Regions from separate parts of the Mus musculus genome. Here all the other regions are linked to region 2. A link is a contact called in public promoter capture Hi-C data. All regions are on one chromosome and are shown on one strand. Each heading gives the region's core, a stretch centred on a gene start, on an enhancer-like site or on the middle of the called end of the contact. The rest is flanking DNA. Distances are from core to core; before and after follow the strand shown.

The links. Promoter capture Hi-C pulls out the DNA fragments that hold promoters and counts their contacts.
Region 1: a contact with region 2 is called in a promoter capture Hi-C map of hippocampal neurons, with 3 times the contacts expected there. The contact joins the promoter of Hsf4 here to the promoter of Cmtm4 in region 2. A contact is called at or near these places in 4 of 39 promoter capture datasets (cranial neural crest, embryonic stem cells, hippocampal neurons and 1 more), 1 of 484 Hi-C or Micro-C datasets (embryonic stem cells), 9 of 115 datasets of contacts at active chromatin or transcription factors (astrocytes, bone marrow-derived macrophages, embryonic forebrain and 4 more) and 1 of 9 other capture datasets (liver).
Region 3: a contact with region 2 is called in a promoter capture Hi-C map of embryonic stem cells, with 3 times the contacts expected there. The contact joins the promoter of Fhod1 here to the promoter of Cmtm4 in region 2. A contact is called at or near these places in 2 of 39 promoter capture datasets (embryonic stem cells and second pharyngeal arch cranial neural crest), 1 of 484 Hi-C or Micro-C datasets (embryonic stem cells) and 1 of 115 datasets of contacts at active chromatin or transcription factors (pancreatic cancer cells).

The regions. Positions count from the first base shown.
Region 1 is chr8:105,268,304-105,271,885 of GRCm38.p6, forward strand. It overlaps Hsf4 (heat shock transcription factor 4), which reads left to right and starts at 1,498. Exons shown (of 13, transcript NM_001256042.1): 1 at 1,498-1,693; 2 at 2,244-2,352; 3 at 2,466-2,593; 4 at 2,685-2,809; 5 at 3,071-3,146; 6 at 3,282-3,346. The coding sequence starts at 1,571. Fbxl8 (F-box and leucine-rich repeat protein 8) reads left to right here. Exons shown (of 3, transcript NM_015821.2): 3 at 1-1,023. The coding sequence ends at 679.
Region 2 is chr8:104,393,944-104,397,805 of GRCm38.p6, forward strand. Cmtm4 (CKLF-like MARVEL transmembrane domain containing 4) reads right to left here and starts at 1,864. Exons shown (of 4, transcript NM_153582.5): 1 at 1,508-1,864. The coding sequence starts at 1,693.
Region 3 is chr8:105,346,606-105,350,118 of GRCm38.p6, forward strand. Fhod1 (formin homology 2 domain containing 1) reads right to left here and starts at 1,365. Exons shown (of 22, transcript NM_177699.4): 1 at 1,048-1,365. The coding sequence starts at 1,248. It overlaps Slc9a5 (solute carrier family 9 (sodium/hydrogen exchanger), member 5), which reads left to right and starts at 1,653. Exons shown (of 16, transcript NM_001081332.1): 1 at 1,653-2,967. The coding sequence starts at 2,772. Gm46049 (a long non-coding RNA gene) reads left to right here. Exons shown (of 4, transcript XR_003947441.1): 3 at 1-233; 4 at 470-1,051.

The DNA.
Region 1 (3,582 bases), core at 248-2,747, 870 kb after region 2:
GGACGACACTCTGGTGCTTAAGGCTGCTGCTGGCTGTCCCGAGCTCCGCAGTCTTTTCCTGGACAACCATGCACTGGTGAACAGCGTGCAGCCCACTTCTGTGCTCAAACTACTGGAGGCCTGTCCTCACTTGCGCGCCCTTGGACTGCACCTTGCTAGTATGTCGCGCGCCGCGCTGGAATTGCTAGCCGCTCCGCATCGCTCCCCTTTTGCACTTCTGGCACTGAGGTGCGCGTGCCCCGAAGATGCTCGTGCTTCCCCTCTGCCTGATGAAGCCTGGGCGACGCTGAGTTGCCGCCATCCTGGGCTGGAGGTGGAGCTGGAGCTGGAGCCTGTGCTTCCAGATGAGGCCGTGACGCGCATCCTGCAACCAGCAGTACCAGTGGCTGTGCTGCGTCTCAACCTCTCCGGTGACACTGTAGGACCCGTGCGCTTCGCAACGCGCCACTACGCTGAAACTTTGCGCGCCCTCGAGGTGCGCGCGTCCGCATCCCCGGAGTTGCACACCGCGCTGGAGGAGCTGGCGGCGCGCTGCGCGGGCTTGAGAGAAATACACTGCTTCTGCGTGGTGAGACCCTCGGTACTGGACGCCTTCCGAGCGCACTGTCCGCGCCTGCGCAGCTATACGCTCAAGCTAAAGCGTGAGCCGCATCCCTGGCGGCCCACACTGGTGCGGTGATTGGGCAATCTAGCCCCCCCAGGGCCGCGCGAACCCCAAGCCTCGGGAAGGCCTAAGCAAGTTGCGCAGGCACGCCCCAGTTGCTAGTCTCTTTAGGGGCTCCGTTGACTAAGGCGCTTTTGGGGAACTGGGGGTCTATGAAAGCATCCAGACCAATCTCAGGCACCATAAATTCAGCGAGCCCTCTCAACCTCTGTGTCTCTGTCTATTCTGGGCCCTCCGTCCCCTCTGTACACTCGCACTAGCTCTAGCTCAGGTCCAGAGCTGGGGGGAGGGCAGGCACAAGTAGGAGCCAAGAGTCAAGGGTGAGTGTAAAGTAAATAAATCCTTTAATATTCCTGCGTCCTGTGATCTCGAGTCAGCTGTGGGGGTGGGGGGCAGGAAATACACAAAGGCTGGAAGGGCAGTCAGGCCCGACATTCAAGGAGACCTCAAGGGCCTTTGTACTGTGACTGTGGGGGATCGGGATCCGGGCACCCTATACCTCGGGAATGACCAGTTTCCTAGCGTCCTCGCAGACCGGGCAAGTCCAACTTCACCCACCGCCCTATCTGCCCGCCCTTACCTAGGCTTCAATGTGTCCACAGATGAACTAGGACTTTCCGAGCCCACCAGATGTTTTCTCCCAAAACAACAGAGAAAGAGAGGCACTCGAGACTCGAACGTGGGCTCACCCACCCACACACCTACGTTTCAGCCAGCCCTTCCTCTCCGCCGGTGGCTGGGCCGCTGTCCGAGCCCCGCCTCTTGGGTTCGCACGCGGCCCCCGCCTGACCCGGCGCCCAGGGGCGGAGTAGGGCGGGGCGGGCGGCAAACGCAGCACTTTCGCGGCTTTGACAAGCCCGCAGCGGCCGGGCTGGAACGCTGAGCCCGGCCGGCCGAGACTGCGCCATGCAGGAAGCGCCAGCTGCGCTGCCCACGGAGCCAGGCCCCAGCCCGGTACCTGCCTTCCTCGGCAAGCTATGGGCGCTGGTAGGCGACCCAGGCACCGACCACCTCATCCGCTGGAGCCCGGTGAGGGCTGGGGCCCCTCAACTCCTTCAGTGGTCCCCGGGATCCCTCCAATGTCGTGAACACCCCTGTCCACCCAGCCCCCGCCTGGGCCTGGGCTGTGAGTACCTCAATTCAGCTGTCCAGAGTGGATCACGGTGGAAGGGGTGTGTGAAGCAAAGATGGGGAGAAGTAAGGGTCCTAGAGCCCACAGAGACCAGGGTAATTCTCACTTTACTTCATCGACTGATGAGAAAACAGGCCAAGAAAAGAGAAGAGCTGGCTCGATCTCCGGCTCAGAGTCACGTAGTGAGTCTGGGACCAGTCTGAGATGGACCCGGGGTGGGTGTGTGCTAATTCTTTCTGAGAACTGCGTGTAGGTCTAGTTAGGGTAGGAATTCTTTTGCGGTTATGGTAGGATAGGCTCTACATGGTACAGACCTGGCCAAGTCCTACCTCCCAATGAGGTACAAATCTGGACCCCCACAGTGAGTATGGCCCAGCCGTGAATGGCACCCACTCACGTTGTCTGGTCCCCACCCGCTTGCGGGTGTTTGTGGTTCGTTCTCGGTAGAGTGGCACCAGCTTCCTCGTAAGTGATCAGAGCCGCTTCGCCAAGGAAGTGCTGCCCCAGTACTTCAAGCACAGCAACATGGCGAGCTTTGTTCGCCAACTCAACATGTGTGAGTCCCTTTGCCAAGCGGGGAGTGGGTTTGGGGGGTCACTAAGTGCAGAGGATGGAGCGATTCACGCTCACACCCCGCCCCGCCCCGCCCTTCCGCACACTGTTCCTTAGATGGTTTTCGGAAGGTGGTGAGCATCGAGCAAGGTGGCCTGCTCAGACCAGAGCGTGACCACGTTGAGTTTCAGCATCCGAGCTTCGTGCGAGGCCGCGAGCAGCTACTGGAGCGCGTGCGCCGCAAGGTGGGACAAACTGCAGAAAAAATGGGAAGGCACCAATGTTGGTACTTCTGGCTCTGCCTTATGTGTCCCGGATGGTGCCTCCTGCCTGCAGGTACCTGCGCTGCGAGGCGATGACAGTCGATGGCGTCCGGAAGACCTGAGCCGACTGCTGGGAGAGGTGCAAGCTTTGAGAGGAGTGCAGGAGAGCACGGAGGCACGGCTGCAGGAACTCAGGCAGTGCGGGACAGGGAAGGAAGGGTGGAGTTAGGGGTGAGAGGCTCACTGGCCACCTAGGGGTTCTGGGCAGCTCCTTCCGCTCTTTGGTTGGAGCCTCCATGAAGACAATGGGTCCAACTCTGAAACTTTAGTCTTATAAGATGAGTATCCCCTCTGCTGGCAACAGAGTCTGGACCTCTCCATTCTGAGGGGGAGGCGGTGGGGGGGAATTGTACCTGGGCGAACTCAGATGCTTCAGCATCCTCCTCCCGCTTTCCCCAGGCAGAACGAGATCTTGTGGCGAGAGGTGGTAACTTTGCGGCAGAGCCACAGTCAGCAGCACCGGGTCATCGGCAAGGTGTTCCTCTGCCCCAACTTCTTATCCTCCCCACTCATGGCTACCCCACACCTCCACCCCTTCCCATTAGACCAGGAATTGCCTTTCTAGGGTGAAAGGCCTGGGCTGAAGTATAAATTAGCCCTTTCTTTTCAGCTAATCCAGTGCCTGTTTGGGCCACTTCAGACAGGGCCCAGCAGTACAGGAGCCAAGAGAAAACTGTGAGTAAGAAAGTCTGTGGTGTTGACACCTGCATCCCCACCGCCAGAACTCCCTTCCCTGACAGGGACCCACATCCAAAGACCCTCCAGGAATCTTCAATCCTCTAACCAGGACTCCCTGCTCCCTTCCTATCCCTGAACTCAACCATCCATTAGGCCACTATCTCCCCCCCACCCTTCCCTCCAGGATCTTTTTCTCAAATTCCTAGGCCCCAAGTAGGCATCCCTGGTTTGGG
Region 2 (3,862 bases), core at 614-3,113:
CAAGTTAAGAGTTGTCCTTACTTTCAAAGGCCTGCTAAGTAAACTAAGAAGGTCCCTGACCAGGCCCTGGAGTCCACCTTCTGGCTCCAAGTTCAGCCCTGCCCTTTTCTTACTTCTGATTATCTACACCGCACTCAAACATTAGCTAGCTAGCTCTTTTAAAAAAAGGATTACGTATCGCTCCCACACCGACATTCTCTCTGCTAATAGCAATGGCTAACAGAAGCTTGGTATCCCTGAGAACATTCCAGATTCCTGGATTAAGAGTGTTTTAAAATGTAAAGATAGGGAACTTGCTCCACTTATTTCTCACTAATGCCCTTTAAAACTAGGCATCAGAAGACCAAGCCTTCCGCAGAGAAGAGAGGAAACTCTCCATGAGTCTACAACCTACAAACACAGGGACCTTTATTTAAAGGGTGTCCACATATGGTATTTCTCCCAAGAAAGATTAACGTATGCACTCAGTTAATAAGCCGAACAGGCCTGCCGCTCCCAGAAGGAAAATGCAAATATGTTGCAGTTCTGTGCAAAGGGCTTCTCTGTCAGGGTGACAAGTCTATAAAGTTTTGAGGCCTCGGTGAAAGGCTACCTGTGACAGAGAATAGGAGGAATACAAAGGTTTTTTTTTTAAACTGGACTGTGCCCAGTCCACCACAAAGATAAACTACACTGCCCAAAGGGACCTGCTACAAAACCACAAAACCGAAACAGAACCCACAAGCCCCTGAACCAAACACTCTGGGGGGTCGCGGGGGGGGGGGGACCCACCAAGAAATGTGCTCTCGAATGCCTAAGTCCAACAGAAAGTTCCCCGTATCTGTCACCTCCCAAACTGGCCGCCCTCCCAGAGTGACTTAACTCTGGGTACCAATTTGGGCAGTCCCAAGAAGCCACCACCAGTGCTGAGACTACAGGATGCTATGAAGGAAGCCAACGTCCGCAGTAAAGACTGGAGGCTTTGTGGGTAGATCTGGACTCCCCCACTGCATCTGGGCTACACGCCTCCATTCAACAAATATTTATTGAGCATCCACCATCTGCTGGGCACCCTGCTAGGCGCCAGGGAGGAAACCATGCCACAGCCCCCGGCCTCTGTTAGCAGAGAACCGTCTGGGGGTTACGCGAGCCGGAAAACCTGCTACAAGTTGCTAAGCACAGTAGTAGCCAGGCGATGGCACGGCCCTCGCAACCGGCTCTGCGCACCAACCTCTTGTCGATGAAGCAGGGAGGGCACAGGTAGGCCCCGGAGCAGGTGTGCAGGCACCAGGCACCCCTGAGGCTTCGGAGCTGCAAAAGGCAGACTCCGGCCGAGGGCGCGGTCCCCAGAGGAGCAGGGACTGCAGCCCAAGGACCTCGGAGTACGGAGTGCGCGGAGCGGGGACCGCGCAGCCCGAACCCGACTCTGGTCGGCCGGGCCTTCCCCCGCGGCCGGGTGCGGGTAAAGAAGGCGCGGGCTAGGCCGCCGACCCGCCCGCTCGTACCTGGAGCCCCGCCCGGCACCTACCACTTGGGCGACCTTGAGGCGGCCGAGCGCGCCGCGCAGGTAGTCCGGGTCGCAGCGCAGGCCGGCCAGCCCGCGGCGCTGGCTCACCGGCTCGGTGGTGGGTTGGTACGGGCTGCTGGCGCCCGAGATCATGGAGGTGCTCGAGGCCTCGCCCTCGAAGCCGTCCAGCTCCTCGCCGCCCCGCATGCTGCCGCCCCGCGCGGCCGGTTCCCCCGGCGCCTGGAGCGGGCAGGCTCAGAGCGGCCGCCGCATCGCCGTCGCCAGACCACCCCACCGCCGCCGCCTCTGCGCCCGCCGCCCGCTGCGGCCGCGGCTCGGTCCGCTGGGGCTCGGCTCCCGCCGCCTCGGCAGCGGAAAGGGAGGGAGGCGGGAGCGGGCGCCGAGGGAAGGAGGCGGGAGCCGCGCGCCGGCCCGGAGGGGGCGGAGACTGCGGCCGGCGCGGGGAGGGGCGGGGCGCTGAGGGCTGGGGGCGGGGGGTCGTGGGGGAGAGGAGGGGCGTTGCAGGTTGGGGCGGGGCCGGTGAGGAGCCTTAGTCACGCCCCCACCACGCCCTCACCTGCTGGGCGTCTGGCCCAGACTCCGGGGTGGTCGCCGGCGGCCCTTGCAAGGAAAGGCCCAGACCAAAAGAGGGAAAAAGGGTGGAGAGAATGGAGACTGACCAAAGAGTCACAAAGCTGTTTTCTCTGCCCGCAGCCTTAGAGCCTGCTTTAGAGAAAGTGGGATCGTCTGCAGGTTTAAGTGTGTGTGTTCCCACGCTGGGCACACTGAGACAACCCTATTCTGTGTCAGAGGTACAGCCTGTGAGGGGGTGGGGGAGGTCGGGGTTAATGGAGCCCGCAGAATCCACACAACCCCAGTGTCAATTTGGGATCCAGCATGCTGGCATAGGAGAAATATATGAGCACACAGTAGGTGCTTGGCAACTAATATCAGTTCCCTATCCTGGCTGAGAAAAGTTTTGCTACCTCTAAGCATCAAGCTAGGCGACACTCAAATTTTGCCCTGGAGGCATTAATTATAGACCAATTTGTCATTCAAGTGTGAAGACTAATTTTAAGCTTAAGTAAAACACTAACTTTCTAAGAATTGTCACTTTGACACTGAACCTTTCAGCACCCTGAATACAGATCTGTTCCGGTCCTTGAGGAAGGCACCAAATGAAGTGTTATAATCATTACTATTTTACACAAGTGGAGACAAAGCTTTCAGAGTAGAAGTGGCTTGTCCAAGGGCACCAAATATTCAATGAGTAGAACACAAGGTCTATTTCCAAAGCTGAAAGGATACCAGCTTCAATATTTATATTATTTGACTTACTAAATATTTTGAGGGGGGGGGGACACTTACTGTAAGCTAAGCAATATGCTAAGAATTGAGGACAGGGATGTTGAGAAGTCTCAGTGGGTAAGAGTGTTTGCCACCAAATCTGACCACCTTTGTTTAGTTCCTGTGACCCATGGGTGAAAGAAGAGAGCCAGTCCTTACAAGCTGTCCTCTGGCCTCCAAAAGCACACACCAGAGTCCTGCCACCCCAAGGACAAATGTTAATAGCTTTTTTAAAAACTTGAAGACAGCCGGGCAGTGGTGGCACACGCCTTTAATCCCAGCAGTTGGGAGGCAGAGGCAGGCGGATTTCTGAGTTCGAGGCCAGCCTGGTCTACAGAGTGAGTTCCAGGACAGCCAGGGCTACACAGAGAAACCCTGTCTCAAAAAAACAAAACAATAAATCCTTGAAGACAAACTCTACTCTCTCTTAAAACCCTCCTGAAATGGCAGCTACAAAGGTCTATTGATACCCCAGGGACAATGAGTAGGAACGGAGACAAAGGATAGAACACTAGATGCTGGAGAGAAATGTGCACACAGCAACTGATACGGCACATCTAAGAGAATGGACATCCAAGCTTGCCGTGGGAAAGGTTGAAATACAACCCAGATTACACATCACAACAAAAGGCTCAAGGGCGCCAGCAAAGTCTAGAAGTGCTTGTGTGGGAGGTGGGGGAGAGGAGACAGCAGGCAGGAAAATGCAAGATGATCCATTAAAAGCTTTGAAGAGCCAGGCAGTGGTAGCACACGCCTTTGATCCCAGCATTTGGGAGGTAGAGGCAGGCACATTTCTAAATTCGAGGCCAGCCTGGTCTACAGAGTGAGTTCCAGGACAGCCAGTTCTATACAGAGAAACTGTCTTGAAAAACCAAAAGGAAAAAGAAAAAGAAAAAAAAAAAGCTAGGAAGAAGTATAAAAGGGTCCCTTGATCCCCTCCTATATACCCCAGACCTCAAGACAAGTTGCAGTCTGTGTGTATGTAGGCATATAATTTTCTCAACCTAATTTAATAAGGGTTCAACCTTC
Region 3 (3,513 bases), core at 115-2,614, 950 kb after region 2:
GCTCTGCCTGGCCACTGGCCACTCCCCAGGCCAAGTTTCGCCGACCCCCTCCTGACTGCACTTGGAGGCAGGGCTGGCTGCAACGCGAGGAATGCAGTTTAGAGGCCTGGAGCCTAGGGCACATTCCAGGGGAGACCCCGGGGCTAAGGGCCATGTTTACGCAACCCCGCGCCCAATTGTGGCACCCCATCAACTCCCTCCCATCTCCCTCACAGCTCCCAGCTAACCCGCAGGTCAGGAACCCTGGGGGGTGGTAGTGTGTATGCCTCTGGGAGTCCTGGCCCGGAAAAAGCAAGCCGGAAAGGGATGCCTGCGGGGAGGTGGAGGGGAGGCCAGCAGGAGGGGAGGGGTGGTCCTGCTGGACATACGGAAAAATGCCTCTCTAACTGAGCAAAGTCGGCCTAGGAACGTCGGCAACTAGGGTAGGCCAGCGGTTTAAAATTAGACTGATCCACCCCCTCCCTTCCAGGCGTAGGCCACCAGCGGCGGGCCTAAGGGACCATGGGGGCGGTGACGCAAAGGGCTTTCCCACCCGGGCAGCCTCCCATGAGCGCACGGCCGCTTCCAAGGGACTCCTCTCATCCTGGCTGGGACTCCAGTCTTCAACAGCGCTGGAGAGACTGTATTCCAAGGACCCAACCCAGCCGGTAGCCTCGATCCCTTCTATGATTGCTCCCTAAACCCGCCCCTCTTTGGGGCCCCGCCCCCGACTACCTGGAGCAGGTGGAAGTCTGTCCCTTCCCAACTCCACTTCCCCAATCCGCTACAACCACAGCAGCAACCCTGGCAAAGAGGCAGCGAGGGGACTCCAAGCACCTCTTCAGGAGGGCCTAACTTTCAAGGGAAGCCCGAGTGGAACAAATCACAAACTCTCATTTGGCTTCTATACTGTCCCCTCAACTTGAGTCTCCCCCTGTAGGCAGAGGAGCATAGACCTTAGGACCCCGGCCGGAGACTTTTCTGGAGGCGAGCACCCGCCCGTGACGATCTCTCTCCTAGAAGCACTGTCTGTCCACCGCCCACCTCAACCTCCGCAGCGCCCCTCACCTTAAGAGGCGCCCCCAGGAGTCGGTGCAGAGCAGGGATCTGCGCACTCAGGGGCAGAGCCCCGTCCAGGCTGCAGGTGGGGGCCCGGCGTGGTTCCGGGAAGTTGGCACAAGCGAAAGGGTCGGTGTCTTCCAGGTACTGCACTCTCACAGTTACCACGGATACTGGGTCCCCATCCCCGCGCTCTTCCTCGCCCGCCATGGCTCTGCCACCGGCTACCGCTGGACGCCTCTTGTGTCCCCTGCAAATGCTGCAACTTCAACTCGACTAAACTTTGCTGTTAGGGCCGGGCCAGGCTGGGCCGGACGCTCGCGGCTCGAGGGGCGGAGCCAGATGAAGGTAGGACCAAGGAAGGGGGTGGAGCCAAGACTGAGCGGCGAGCGCGCGCTCGGGGTTAACCACCGCCGGAGGCGGCGCTTGGGCCAGCCACTCAGAGAGCTGGTGATCCCGTTAGTTCCATTGCTAGGAGGGCGGGAAAACCCGAGCTCCCGCTCCGCCTCAGAGCAGAGGGCGGGGAGACTTTCTTTAGATTTGGTATGGGCGAGGCTGCAGCGGATCTTTGTAAGGATTTTTAGGGCAGATGGGGGGGGGGGGGTAAATCTCTTCGGATAATCTGGGTAGCTGGGCCACTCTCAAGGGACGAGATGGGACTAATTGCTAGCTTGAAAGACAAATGAAAGCATTTCTCTCATTTGGGGAAAGCAGTAAGAAGAATCTCTTTCAATGTGGAATAAGAAGTGGAAATAGATTTTATATTTGAAAGAAGAGGTGGATTCAGTCCCCTTTAGCTGTGGGGGCAAAAAAAAAGAGGACGGGTGCTCTTTCTCGAAAAAGAATGGGATGAGTCACTGTGAGGAGGCAGGTAGCACATGTTTTTTCGGCTTGGGTGATGAATGAAAAGTGGAGACATTCTTCGGTTTGGGGCGAGATGAGTCAAATGCCCCAAGTTGTTCCTAATTTAAAGGGAATTCCATAAGGTCCTCTCAGATCCATGGAATAGGCAAACAGTTCCCTGTAGTTTGAAGGAAAGGGAAGGCGGCGCCTCTGGGCTCTGGAGAGATGAGGAATAGCCAGCTTTTCAGCCTGGAAAGAGCCGGGTCCGTCCCGGCCTTGAGGTTTCTGGGTACGTTGAGAGCACCGTTGTCCATTAGGCTTTCTGGGTGTGCCCAGTGCGCGTGCGCAGCTGTGGTCCGGTAGGGGGGTCCCAGGTTTTGGAGATCGTGCTGGAAGGCGGCAGCGCACCGCCCCCTGCGGTTTTCTCAGCTTAGCACTGGGACCCGCAGCCTGAGCACCTGGGACGGGTGGCCCGCTGCTGGGCGGTGTTCTGCAGTAGCTGCGCTTGTCTCTGCTTCCCGAGACCCCCGTCCTTCTTGGTGCTCCGGGACGCGGTGGCTGGTCACCTTTCTGAATCCGGAGGAGAGGCGGTTTAGGAGAGCACACTCGAAAGAGTGGGTTTCAGGACTCGAGGGGTTAGGAGGGTTATGCTGGGGAATTTCCGGAGATGAGATTAACCTAGAAGAGATGGAGGAGGGGATCCTAACTGCTAGGATCCTGGGCAGGGTCTCGGGGTCCGGACCTGGCCTGGGGGTATCGGAGCTCGGATTGGGGGGAGTGAGCCCCACGTGCCTGTGACGCGGGGGCGCCGGGTAGGCGGCGGCAGCGGCGGCGGCGGCGGCGGCAGCGACGCGGGGCCGGCGGCCGTGCAGTGCCCGGAGGACAGCAAGATGCTGAGCGCCGCACTGCTTCTTCTGCCCGGGTTGCCCCTGGCGGGGGCGGGGGCCACAGAAGAACCCACCCAGGAGTCCGGGCCGTTGGGTGAGCCTCCTCCAGGCTTGGCGCTCTTCCGCTGGCAGTGGCACGAGGTGGAGGCGCCCTACCTGGTGGCCCTGTGGATCCTGGTGGCCAGCTTAGCCAAAATCGGTGAGTGTGTGTGTGTGTGTGTGTGTGTGTGTGTGTGTGTGTGTGTGTGTGTGTGTGTTCGCGCGCCCGCACGCCAGGCTAGCGGCCCGCAGAGGACCCGCCCCCAAGCCCCTAGGTCTCCAGATTTGCGTCTTGCATTGTGCGGGGACTTAGGCTCCAATTCCACAAATCTGGGTTCTCTCCCATTTCCTGCTCTCTTGTGGGTCTCCCTTCTTGGTTGGTAGTTCAGGGGATTTGCCTTCCTAAGAGCTGCCTGTCGCCGCTCTCCTCTCACCGTTCCATCCTTAGACTCTTTCCCCCAGTTTCCCCTTCCCCTTGCAGTTAGCTCTCCTCAATAAACGTCAGTAAGGCCTCTCCTCCAGACGTCCAGCTTCTCAGAAACCTGTCAGCAATGAGGACGCAAGGGGACACTGAAGGGATGATATTCTCCTGGAAACCCTAGGCATTCTGGTTCTGAGAAATTTTCCTGCCCTGGAGAGACGGCCAAGAGTCTGAGATTTTAATATCTCCTGAGATAGCTAAAAGGCCACTTTTCCTATAGCATAT